Linked DNA regions of Mus musculus: all the other regions are linked to region 3. A link is a contact called in public promoter capture Hi-C data. All regions are on one chromosome and are shown on one strand. The core of a region is the stretch at or near the end of the contact, and the rest is flanking DNA. Distances in the headings are between cores, read along the strand shown.

Region 1 (4,195 bases), core at 1,561-4,060, 930 kb before region 3:
TCTGTCTCTGTCTCCATAGTGCTGAGATTAAAGCTATGCACCACCACTACCTGGCTCTTTGTCATTTGTTTGGAGTTTTTTTGTTGATGGTGGTTTTTGGGTTTGATTTGGTTTGGTTTGGTTTGGTTTGGTTTGGCTTGGCTTGGCTTGGCTCAGCTTTGCTTTTTGAGACAGGGGTTTTCTGTATAACCTTAGATGTCCTAGAACTCACTCTGTAAACCAGGCTGGCCTCCAACTCAGAGATCCACCTGCCTCTGCCTTCTGAGTTCTGGGGTTAAAGGTGTGTGCCATCACTTCCTGGCTAGAAGTAAATTTCTTTGATATAAATTCTCTAAGAATGTAACTAGATGCCTAAAGCAAACCGATTCTATGTTCAAGTTTATTTTTTTACAGTATTTTGCTAATATCTGTGCCCCTCCCCTCCCTGAGCCTTCCCTTGTGACTCCACTTCCATCTCCCCACAGCATCCTTTCTGCTTCATAGCACATGTGTCCTGATGCCCTACTCTCCAGCCCTCCATTTCCCCAAGCTTCTTTGTCTTTTTTTTCTGATTATTATCCACACCCACACTCACCCATACCCACACACTCTCTGATAAACATGGTAGGTTCCGATCCACCCATTAGAATGTGTGATTTTTTTTCTCTAAGTTATTCAATTTATATCATACTCTCTATGTTTATTCATTTTCCTTAAGTTTTCATGATTTGCTCCTGCAAATCATCCCTGGAAATGAACTCTGGATTTTTGTTTGTTTGTGTCTCCCAGAAAAGTTTGCTCTGTTTGGCTCTAAATATTGAGTTTCAGAGAAGCCGAGCGTGGTGGCACATGCCTTTAATCCCAGCACTCGGGAGGCAGAGGCAGGTGGATTTCTGAGTTCGAGGCCAGCCTGGTCTACAGAGTGAGTTCCAGGACAGCCAGGGCTATACAGAGACCTAAAGCAAATGACAAATGAGTATTTTTTCAGCAACGGCCTTCGAAAGGCTGTTTGAACTGGGGAGCGCACAGAGAGCAGAGATATTTGACTTATGTTTGCATACTGTGGTTACTAAATTAAGTGTGGAGTGATGCCAGGCTTAGACTCTGTACATTCTTCCTCTTCGGCCCTCTACCTTCCAAACCACTGCACCCACACTTTGGCACTTTGACGGTAGTAACTCTGGGTCCCCACAGGAATAGTATTAAGGCGGAGTCAAAGATTCTGAATAAATAAGTCATGTAGAAGGCAAAGATCAGAAACAGCAATGCCGATGAAAGGCAAAACAGGAAGCAACTCGACAAGCTAAACTGAACTGGACTCACCCTGAAATCATAGCTTGCAGTTTGTGAACTTACATTTCAAACTATGTCCTGCTAAAGATGGACACACTCTCTCCCCCTCTCCCCTTCATGCTCCCTCCACACACCAAGATCAAGCATTTCTGCCGGTGGCTGTGTTAAAAACAAGGAAAATATCTGAGTCTACGAGAAGTCAGCAGTCATCTCATAATTAGCTCTTTCCTGCCTACCTCAAACAACCAGTCCTTCCTGATACACACACACACATACACACACACACACAGAGAGAGAGAGAGAGAGAGAGAGAGAGAGAGAGAAAGGATATCTCAGTGCCAGCTAATTGCTCTGCTGTCTCTTCCTACTGTCTACATCCCCCATACTCATATTTGCTTGCCCTGAGTGTGGCTGATTGTACATGAAATGTTTTTGGTGCTTAAATGTTTAGATCAAAGAGCTTCAAAGACAGCTAGAGACCAACCCAAGCTAACTGAAAACTGGCATCTTCCTATCAAAACACAACCTTTACAATATACAGATGTGTCCTTGCCCTGGAAGCCAGACAGAGCAGAGCATTGTAGAAAATGGCCGTCTCAGATCCCATTGGAATGATCCCAAACACAATACTTCTTTCCATGCCTGAAAATCGGTGAACACTCTCCAACACGACGTGACTACCCAGACTATCCAACCCCTCCCTGACCTGCACTAGTAAACTGGGCTCCTCAGCGAGCTGAGACATGGACCTCCTCCTCATTGCTAGCAGAAGCTTGTCTCTACATTTTTCTATATCTCTGGCTCTAGTGAAAAGAACAGCAACATCCGTGAAATAGCCAGACCTCCAAAGACTCTGGCATTTCTCTGCTACATAGACTGACATCTGCTCCAAATTCAAGTTATCAGTAATCTCTAAGTTGCCTGTGACATCTGGACCCCATTCAAGTTCTTCACCCACCATCAAGGCTTCTTGGGGGACATTTGGGGGAGGATTTTCTCTGATTTGATGCATTATATCCTGAAGGTAGCTGGTTATGTTGTCTCCGCTGCGGAGCATTCTGGTGAGCTTCAATAACGGCTTCTGGTGTTGGAGCTCAGGGAGGCCACTGCAACACAAGTGATTGATCTGAAAGTAATCCAGAAAAATGTAGAGAACTCCTGGGCCATCTCTCGCTCTCTGAGTGATGGCTTTGGCCTTTGCGTACCAGTTCCCGTCCTCCGTTCGGAAATTCTGAGCTTCGTCCACGATGATATGTTGCACATTATCAAAGGTATTTTTCATGAAGGTTTTCCGTGTCACTGCCTGGCAAACGTTTTTCCTGATGCAAGTGTAAGAAACACAGTCAGATTTCCTCAGCTAAGCAAAGAAAGGCAGCCCAATAGATAGGAATAGTTCCTGAGCATGGAAGCAACAACCCAGAGCTTAGCCCTCGAAAGCCACGCCCATTCAAATTGCCCACCAGAAAGAAATGAATAGTCAGGTTGCTTACCTCACAATGAACCTCTTCAAGGACTGGTTCTCACAGATGTAAAGAATGTTGTCAGCTTGACAGTTGAACACATTCCTGATCTTCCCCACGATCATGAGAGCTAGAGTGGTCTTCCCTGATCCAGGTAAGCCGTGAACAAACATCTCTCTGTGCTTGCTCAGGTTAGTTGAAAGCAACCCGTACTGTTGGTCTGAGAGCAGGGCCACAGTCTCAGACTCCAAGTTTAACTCTTCATTTAACAGGGGTCTGAACCCAAACAAGATGATCACAAGAGATTGCAACAGAGCTTCCACCTGCTGTGTGGTTATGAAGTTATAGGATTCGGGGTACACTGGCATTTCTAAGTCATTCCTTACTCTTTGGTGAGAACCCAGTGGTAAGACCAAGGGAATGATGCCTAATCTTCCAGGGTAGCCACCCATGTTCACCAGCTTCTGCTTCAGGGTACGGGCAACTTTCATGGAATAGTGCCTGTTCCCCAGATCCCACTTGTTGCAAATGGTGTACAGGATTGGAACGTTGTTCGGGGAAATCAGAAGAGCGTCACAGATGACATCTTGCCTCCTCTGAAGACCTAGATCTACAGCCCAGCTGTGGGAGAAGATCAATATCCCTTGAGAGAAACAGCGCATTTCCATATTTATTAAGTTTCTTAGTCCTCTGTAATCTGCGAAGAGGTCCTTGTAGACGCTCTCTGGAGTATATGTAATCCTGTTGGGTGACACTAGACAAGGAAAGAATCGGAATGAATCAGAGACAAGCTAATAATCACCATTGCTGTGGGAATCTTTCTTGAATAAGCACTCTTGAATAATCTTTCTTGAATAACACCAATGAGAGTGGAAGAGAGGACCAGTGGATGAAAAGCCTTCATGCCCGTGCCATCTGTAATAACGCATTACACTTTAAAACCACTAGGTGGAGGGAGCGAGCAAGCAAGATTTTATAGAGTATGTGGCAGGCAGCAGGATTTAGAGGGCCAGGACTTATTTATTTATTTGTCTATTTATTTATTAACTGTTTCTCCAGGTCATTCTGTTTCAGATGGCAAGTGAAGCCCTGCTTGGCCAACAGATGTACAAGCAGTGCTTTAAGTAAATCACTAAACAAATCAGTAGCTAGTAATTAGTCTTACTCTACCATTATATGATGTAGATCTCGATCTTTGAGCTCTATCATGTATCAATGATCAGTTTTATATTAGTAACAAAAAGAGAAGCAATCTTGAGTCTGAGGGAGCCCATAACCAGCTGTGATCAACATGGACTACACTGAGAACACAGTAGCCAAGGCAGCAAGAAAGAACCTCTCTTGGACTATGAGAACACTAGTGGGAAGGTGGTGCATGCCTTTAATCCCAGCCCTCGGGAGGCAGAGGCAGGCAGATTTCTGAGTTCGAGGCCAGCCTCTACAAAGTGAGTTCCAGGACAGCC
Region 2 (4,077 bases), core at 1-2,500, 540 kb before region 3:
AAAGATCACATATTGGATTCATCAGGTTAAATAAAATATCTTTAAAAATTAATCTCACTCACTTATTTTAACTTTTCAGGATGGGGGTTGGAAATGTAAAATTGCAGATAATGTCTCTTGATTAACACCTACCAGTGAGCATTGATCTTGATCTAGCCTTCCCAGGTTCAAATCCTTGCTTTCCTATGCCAGACAGCCTGGGGCAAGCCAATTAATGGCCTCAGTTTCCCCATCTGTAAAACAAGTATAATATTAGAATCCTGTTCCCAGGCTTGTTACAAAAATTAGACCAGCTCACACTGTGGGCTTTGCAGATAGGAAGGCTAATATAAATATTAACCATAGCTTACTCTGATTAGTCACACAATTAATATTTGTTGAACAGAGCATTGAATTTCTAAATCCTAACCACCTCACCCCACCTTATTCCCGCTGTAAGCATTTATCTGTCACCCAACATTTATTCAGCAAATATTTATTGAGACACTACGGTGCACCAGGTTCTGTGATTGACACCACAGGCAAAGAAGATTTCGTCAATCAATTAATGGGTTCCACGGATCTTAGCTGAGCTCGGCTTTTGGTGCCAGGGATGACTATAATCTGGGGTCTACACAGGCTACACATTCGCCTCGGGATGGGATGTCAATCAAGGCATGTAGAGAAGACAATACTTAGCAAGAGTTTGACACTGTAGGCTGCCTGCTAGGATGGGGGACCAACAGGGTAGGTAGAAACCAGGAGCAGGGAGGAGAGGGTGCCAGGAGATGCCTTGGGCAGATCAGATGGAACTCTGGGAGAGGCTGGCCAGAAAGAAGGAAGCTGCTCCAGGGAGTGGAGAAACATCTTCCCTGTCATCCATCAGATTTGGAGCAGAGAGAGCTGGGTCATGGAAGTTAACCGGAAAAGCACGGACACATCAATATCAGTCGAGCCGGCTGATTGTTCCTAAGCAGACAAGCCAGCTGGTTGATTGAATTTTTCACTCATCGTTAGGGTGCCCAACAGAAATCTAGGAAACAGAGCCCTCCAGCCAGCAGCCCGGGCATCCCTGAGTTTAGGCTCCCAGACAGCAGTACCCCTCTAGGCCTTCCTGCCAGACTCTAACACCCAGCCTTCATGGCTGGCAGTTTAGTGCACAGCTGGTAAGTTAAAAGCAGTTTAGTGATAATTCCACCTCGCACTGAAGACTTCCAGGGACTGTTAATGAATTTAAATGCCGGGGATTTTCTCTGATGCCTCATTGCATATGCTCCTCACATTAAGATGCTAATGAGGGCTCTAGTGGATGGAGGCACTGGAGTCTGACCAGGGACGGTGGCCTGGGAAGGGTTGCTGGCTGGTCAGGGCTTTTCTAATTCCTTATCAGTGCTGGATCAGTGACCTCTCAGAGTGGGTTAACTGGCCCTAACCTCCTTAGGGTTGGGGGATGCACTCAGCTGGGACTGAGTCAATGCAGTGCCTGGAGCTGAGGCTAATGACGTCGGCAGTCTTAGTGAGCAAACAGGGGAGTTGCTGTGAGATTCCAACTAAGGCCTGGGATTCCATCCAAGAGGCTGTGCCTCACGGACCCAGATGGATTGTGGGTGAAAAAGACTTCAAGTCTGAGTTCTTGAAGACTAAACTTCCAAGAAAGCGCTGAATTCCACCAGGATAAAAGATTGCCCAAGAGGCAGGTGGCACAGAGTGACAAGGTGCGTGGACACTGGGCAACTGGCTGGGATGACAATCAGGCTGCCCTTGAGGACATCAGAAAGGGTAGTTGGCCTAGAATCCCCGTGAGGATGGGAAGATGGTGTGTGGCTTCTCTTCTTGATAAAGGCAAAAGAAAGAGACATAAGAGCCAGGCAGTGGTGGCACACGCCTTTAATCCCAGCACTTGGGAGGCAGAGGCAGGCGGATTTCTGAGTTCAAGGCCAGCCTGGTCTACAGAGAGAGTTCCAGGATAGCCAGAGCTACAGAGAGAAACCCTCTTTTGAAAAACAAAAACAGAGAGAGAGAGAGAGAGAGAGAGGGAGAGAGAGAGAGAGAGAGAGAGAGATTAAGGTTGTAGAACAAAGAAGTTGTAATGCTGATTTTTTGGGGGTGGGGTGGGGGGAAGGAGCAGGCACCCTGGTTTGAACCTTACATCTGCCACCAAGAAACTGTGGGACCTCTGGCAATGAGATACTGAATCCTTTTCTGCCTCAGTTTCCCCATTCGTTAAACAGTGATACAAATAGTTAAGTATCTGCCTTGCTTGCCCAGTTAATCCCTTGGATTAGTGATGAAAGCTGCAGGTCTTCCCCAGCCAGTTTTCTGGCTCTGCTTATGGAGAGCAATCTGAGAGGAGGTAAGCCAAAAGGTGGGCTCCATGCCTGAGAGCACTGGGGAAAGGGCTCTGATAACGCAGCTTCATTTCTGCCGACTCGCACTACACACAGTGGGGAGAATCTGCCGGCTCCCCTAGAAACCATTTTCCTGGGTTTCCTGAAAATCCACCGACAATTTCTGTAAATTTGTTTAAGGATTAAATTAATAAGTCTCTTCTCCTTGGCTGCCATCAACACATAGAACCCTGTGGTTCTCTGCTCCCACAAGCAGCTTCTGAGGCTGCATGTGGAAGAAGAGAGGCCGCTTCAGAGCCTTGCTGTACCCAGGTAAACCTGGGGGGGGGGCTCCTGAAGTGTGGATGCACTGCCCTGCTCAGCACCCACTTGTAGGAGCACTGTCGAGGGCGGCACCCTGGCTAGCAGCTGTGTGAGAGCCGATTTTTGTTCTTCCTCCTCGGATCAGGGCTCTGGATCTTCCTGTCATTCAGAAAGCTCCTTCCGTGGAGGGTTAATATCTTCCCCAGAGATGCTTTGGGAGTTCCTCCCACACTGCCAGGATTCCTCACTATCCGGGATACTTCCCAATGGCATAGGATACCTGTCATAGGGTAGAGGTAGAGGGTTCGATAGATTCTGAGACCACTCTGTTCTGGAGACCTCTGTGAATGACAACACCCTGGTAAGTTCAGGAGACAGAAAGAAGCCTGAAGGCTAACTGGCCTTTCTTGGATCCCTTAGGACTGGCAGACTCCAGAGGAACAAAGGTAGAAAGGTTATTTAAAAGTAATAGAAACCTCTTAGTTCAAAGATACCATGTCATCTTCAGTGCACCACCCCTCCATGGTGGGTGTGCATGGGGTTCAACATCTTTTGGGGTCCCACTGGTCACTTTTCTGGCCTTGGCTGTCTTGAGAGCCTCAATGTTCCCCATTTTCTTACTCAGCTCTCTCAGCCTGGCTCAGGAAACCCAGGGGCTGCAGTTTAGTGGGTCTGGCTGAAATAGGGCCGAGAAGACCCTCCTTTGCAGTCCCCTGCACAGGCTGAGAGCATACCACAGTTCTCAGGGAAGTTCATCTTCTCTGTCTTATGCCTTTTCTGCCTCCTGCCAGCAGGTGAACTTCTTGCAGAGTAATTGAAACTGGAGGAATGGCTGGCCAGATCCATCCTGAAGCTGTGTGTGCAGTCTCTGATGAAGGGCCACCAGGTTAATGCCTCACCATTCAGCATGTGGGCAGGTAGTGGCAGGGACCTCCTGTTCTCTCACCATCCCCAGCTCACACTTTGTCTGGAAAGCTGCAAAGGAGAATCTGGGAGGTTGGGGTCCAGAGCCCATCTGTCAGTTGAGCCTTGGCAACCCAGCCACTTAGCCTTTTCTAGAGAATGCTGAAAGAGGGTACAAAGGGTCAGGTCTAGCCTTCCTGCAGAAGTTTTGGGTGGGCATTCAGCCTGAGCTTACGTGCTTTCAGATACATAGAGCGGCCCACCTCCCCACTGCACAGTGGACAAGTTCTACCTGTTAAATTCTCCCTACTAAATTAAACCTGCCCTGTGATAACATCTATCCACAGCATTTCTGGCCTTTGGAGATGTGCAGATTAAAGCTCATTTGTCTTCTGTGGCTGGCCATCAAAGATTTAAGGCAGACTATTGCTTCCTCATTGAAGAACGCCTTCCCTCTGCTGTTCAGAGTTCCCCTAGTTTGTTTTCCCTGACAGACAGACATTCCCATAGACCCTGGAGTCAAAATATCTGGGTCTCTGATTGT
Region 3 (3,639 bases), core at 204-2,703:
TAGGTTCTGATCTCATTTGGTTCCGATCCAGGTTTTTAATGTATGTCTGGACCCATTCCTTCTTGGGGTCAGCACAGACCTCTCTCTTGAGCTTGGTGACAAAACTGTGGGAAGAGAAAAGACACTGTTAGATGAAGTTCAGTCTGGTATACATGGAGGGGCTGTGTAGAGCTCAGCGGGGGAGGGCAGGTAGAAAAAGGGGACTCAAAGTGACCTGCTTCTCCTGCAGGTTTTCTAAGATAAGCTTGTGGAGTAGAAAGGGCCTGAACAGCAGCCATAGAGACAATGCTGTTGAGAACTGCCTTTGCCTTCTTGGCCTTGGTTTCCCCATTGGATCTGAGTGTGTGACTGACTATAAGTATATGAGGACCATCCCTTGTTCTTAAGGAAAAACCTTTGGACCAGGGAGGGCCGGGGTATGTAACTCACACTACAGCTTCTTTGGGACACCTGCTGCTGGTGATCCTCTTGTAGCTCTCCAGCCTACTCATTGGGATCATCTTGCTGGTGAATGAGTAGCAGCAGGTGAGTGGGGCGTTAACTGCATCTGGAGAGTAAAAGAGAAGCACATTAGGACAGGAAAGATGCTTCTGACCTTAGAGAAGAGAAGGACCACGGGGAGAAGGCAGTTTCAGCAGGATGGGATATAAATGCCAATACATCAGATCTGGGATGTGATCTTTGACAACAGACTCAGTTATTTGCAGCTTAAAGTAGGCTCACAGTCTTGGGTAGAGGGATGCCATTAAAACTATGTGACTCTGGGGACTGTCATTTGGGGGAGTTAGAAGTCAAATTACTATGACCTGAGAAGATTACCTGAGTACATTACTGTAGGCTGCAAAAAAAAAAAAAAAAAAAAAAAAAAAAAAAAAATCAAATCATGAGTATCTCTGATCCCAACCACCTCCGCTAAGCTGCTATCTCTGGAAGCAGGGCTGGGTGAAACACAGCTCGGATCTTGGATCTCTTCCCCTTTCTCCTCTATCTGGAAAAAGGCACCAACCCAAGCCTCTGTTTGATCACCCAGGTTCCCAAATACTGAGGGAAGTAACTGGAACAGGAACTATATGAAGGTGTGATTCCAAATTTAGATCTAACAATTAAAATTCTAGTTGCTTTCCAGAAGCAATCTTGTAATTGGGTTGGCTCTTTGTCCTTCCTTCTTTATGCTCCTTATCTTGGTTAAAGAAAAAAAAAAAAGTACCTGACCATGTGAGACTATGCTATCACAATCCACGACAATTCAAAAATGGGGTGATATGCTGGGAAGGGAGCTGGGGGGGTCTCACCTGGCTGAGCCAACACGTGGATGCTCCAGCCGGCAACTGTGAACAGCAGGCCCAGAAGCATGACAGGGACCTGCATGGTGGTGGAGGAAGAGAGAGCTGGCTTCAGTGAGAGTTGGCTGGTGCTGGTGCTGGGCTGGCCTTCCTCCCGTCTGGCTCTCTGCACTTCTGGCTGCTCTGAGGCAGCCTTTTATTGTAAGCCAGGGGGGTGGAGTCAGGCAGGGTGCTTGGTGCCAAGGAGTAGCATCACCCTGGATAAGTGATGGAAAGTGGAAGTTGAATCCGCTGAGTAAGTGCAGAGCCCTCGGGTGTTTCCAGGAAGTGGAAGAGAGAAACTGTGGGTTGGAATTTGGTATTTTTCTAGCCACTCCTGGGAGCAAATGAAGCTGCGCAGGGAGTAGGGGGGGGGGGGGGGAAAGAGGGAAGAATTGGCAGTAATTGTACTACTGTGACCACAAGTGTGAATGGAGTGGCTCTGCTTTCACTGAAATAAAAGGAAGTGGCCAAGGAACCTAAAGTCCTTAGGAAGAAGATGCTTGGAAACACAGCCTAGCTTGCCCCTGGCTCAAGGAACCTTGCAGCTGGGAAAGGACCCCCAGTAAGTCGGCTGAGTCCTTGGTTATCAGGCCTTGTTGAATACAGCATTCTCTCCACTTGGTGGTTACCAGATATTTTGCAGCACTAAGAAGCTTTGTGACATTGATATGAACTGTCTGAGTTGTAAAAGTCCAGACCTGGAAAGCCATATACATGAGCTCATGGTGCAGAAGAAATTTCTATATAAAACTCACCTAGTGCTTACTCTGGGCCAGGAGTGGTTGGAACCCTTCACAGTGCAGTCTCTAATTTCCCCAGCTCTGGTAAGTAGATGCTGTTACTCCCCATTCTCAGATCAGGCAGCTGAGGTCCAGAAGGGTCATGTAGGTAACTGCCCTAAGAGTCCCTGGAACAGGACCCAGGTAGCTCCAGCCTGGCTATCATCACATTACCTTCAAACTAACAGACAGCTAACGGGCCATGGAGAAACATGCCTTTTGGTTAAGTCATGATGAATTAGAAGCCTGTGTGTTAGCGTTTACTACTCCTGGTAGCTCTCTGCCCTGTTTCCTTCGTGATTTCCAGGGACCATGAGTGAGCCAACTGGAATGTCTGGCTTAATTCAGCTTTCCAGGTTTAGATTTCTTCACAAACAGTGTGATCAAAGCGATAAAATCTGAAAGCCCTTAGAATTCATTTCAGCAGACTCTTGATAAAAAGAGTGGCGCTCTCACATGCGTGCCAGTGGCTGAGCGGAGTCTTCCACTCAGGTATCTTGATTTCCTCCTTCCTCTGTAGCATCCTTTTGAGTCTTTCCTGATTGGCAGAGTTGTACCCAAGATTTGTCTTTCATAGAGAGTCGTGGAGACAATGACTGTAAAGGAATGGGGGGATGCTTGGAAGAGAACAGTTCTGAAGTTAATATATTTGTGATAGGAAATAAGCTTTATCAAACAAGCTGCTGTGTTTATTCCATGGCAAGTGGTCCTTAGCAGCATTGTGATGGCTTACCAGGAGCCAGGCATAGTCAGTTGTCAAAAACCTAATTACCCATAGGTAACACAGGTGACACGGGGTGGGGGTGGGGCTGGTGCTTCCAGAATGCTTCCCTGGACCTGAGATTTGTTTTTTGGTTTTTCGAGACAGGGTTTCTCTGTATAGTCCTGGCTGTCCTGGAACTCACTTTGTAGACCAGACTGGCCTCAGAAATTTGCCTGCCTCTGCCTCCCAGGTGCTGGGATTAAAGGCGTGCGCCACCACGCCCGCTTGGACATGAGATTTAATGTCTCACAATGGATGTTAGTTTCCTAGTTTGCGGTACCTCTTGGGACCCTCCTTTTGTTCACCTATATCATGATCTTGCTAGTCACTGTCCTCCTCCTGACTAGTGTCCAAATTGTTCTGGATTTAGCCCAATTCTTTTCCTGTATGTCACTCAGTTTCCCTCAAATATGTGAATTATTTCAGGATTGGAGGCAGTAGTTGTGCGTAGTCATTTCTACCCAGAGCATCTCGTTGCTACCTCCACGAAGTTTTCCTCATGTTCATAGATGCCCACAGCTCATCTGTGAGAATGTTATCTATGAAATCTAGTCATTCTTTTGGGCTTTCTGTAGCATGAACAAGTTGAGAGATGCCATTATTATGAATCTGAGACACAAGAACCCCAGGGAAATTGTATAGTGTTGCATTTTCTTTCTATGTGAGGAAGCCTTTCCTGACTGAGATGCACAGATTCATGTGGTCTACAGTCACAGAAAAAGGCCCCTGGCTTTGTGGGCAGGCTTCTGAGCCTGGGAGATCACCATTGCAA

The links. Promoter capture Hi-C pulls out the DNA fragments that hold promoters and counts their contacts.
Region 1: a promoter capture Hi-C map of embryonic stem cells shows a contact between it and region 3, with 2.0 times the contacts expected there. The contact joins the promoter of Slfn5os here to the promoter of Ccl2 in region 3. A contact is called at or near these places in 15 of 39 promoter capture datasets (the 3T3-L1 cell line, 3T3-L1-derived adipocytes, the HPC-7 cell line and 11 more).
Region 2: a contact with region 3 is called in a promoter capture Hi-C map of hippocampal neurons, with 2.3 times the contacts expected there. The contact joins the enhancer-like site here to the promoter of Ccl2 in region 3. A contact is called at or near these places in 4 of 39 promoter capture datasets (embryonic stem cells, hippocampal neurons, pre-B cells and 1 more), 1 of 484 Hi-C or Micro-C datasets (B cells) and 1 of 9 other capture datasets (adipose tissue).

Annotation. Positions count from the first base shown.
Region 1 is chr11:82,959,296-82,963,490 of GRCm38.p6, reverse strand. It overlaps Slfn5os (schlafen 5, opposite strand), which reads left to right and starts at 2,810. Exons shown (of 3, transcript NR_045932.1): 1 at 2,810-2,886. Slfn5 (schlafen 5) reads right to left here. Exons shown (of 6, transcript NM_183201.4): 5 at 2,763-3,486; 6 at 1-2,591. The coding sequence ends at 1,787.
Region 2 is chr11:82,577,369-82,581,445 of GRCm38.p6, reverse strand. No RefSeq gene overlaps it. Among named protein-coding and RNA genes, the nearest start is that of Gm24612, 17 kb to the left of the region's middle. Within about 2 kb of position 1,250, at least 40 of the 459 cell types and tissues checked have an H3K27ac peak or open chromatin away from gene starts, as enhancers often do. A contact at or near this core is called in hippocampal neurons, where this site is marked.
Region 3 is chr11:82,033,391-82,037,029 of GRCm38.p6, reverse strand. It overlaps Ccl2 (chemokine (C-C motif) ligand 2), which reads right to left and starts at 1,453. Exons shown (of 3, transcript NM_011333.3): 1 at 1,293-1,453; 2 at 430-547; 3 at 1-104. The coding sequence starts at 1,368.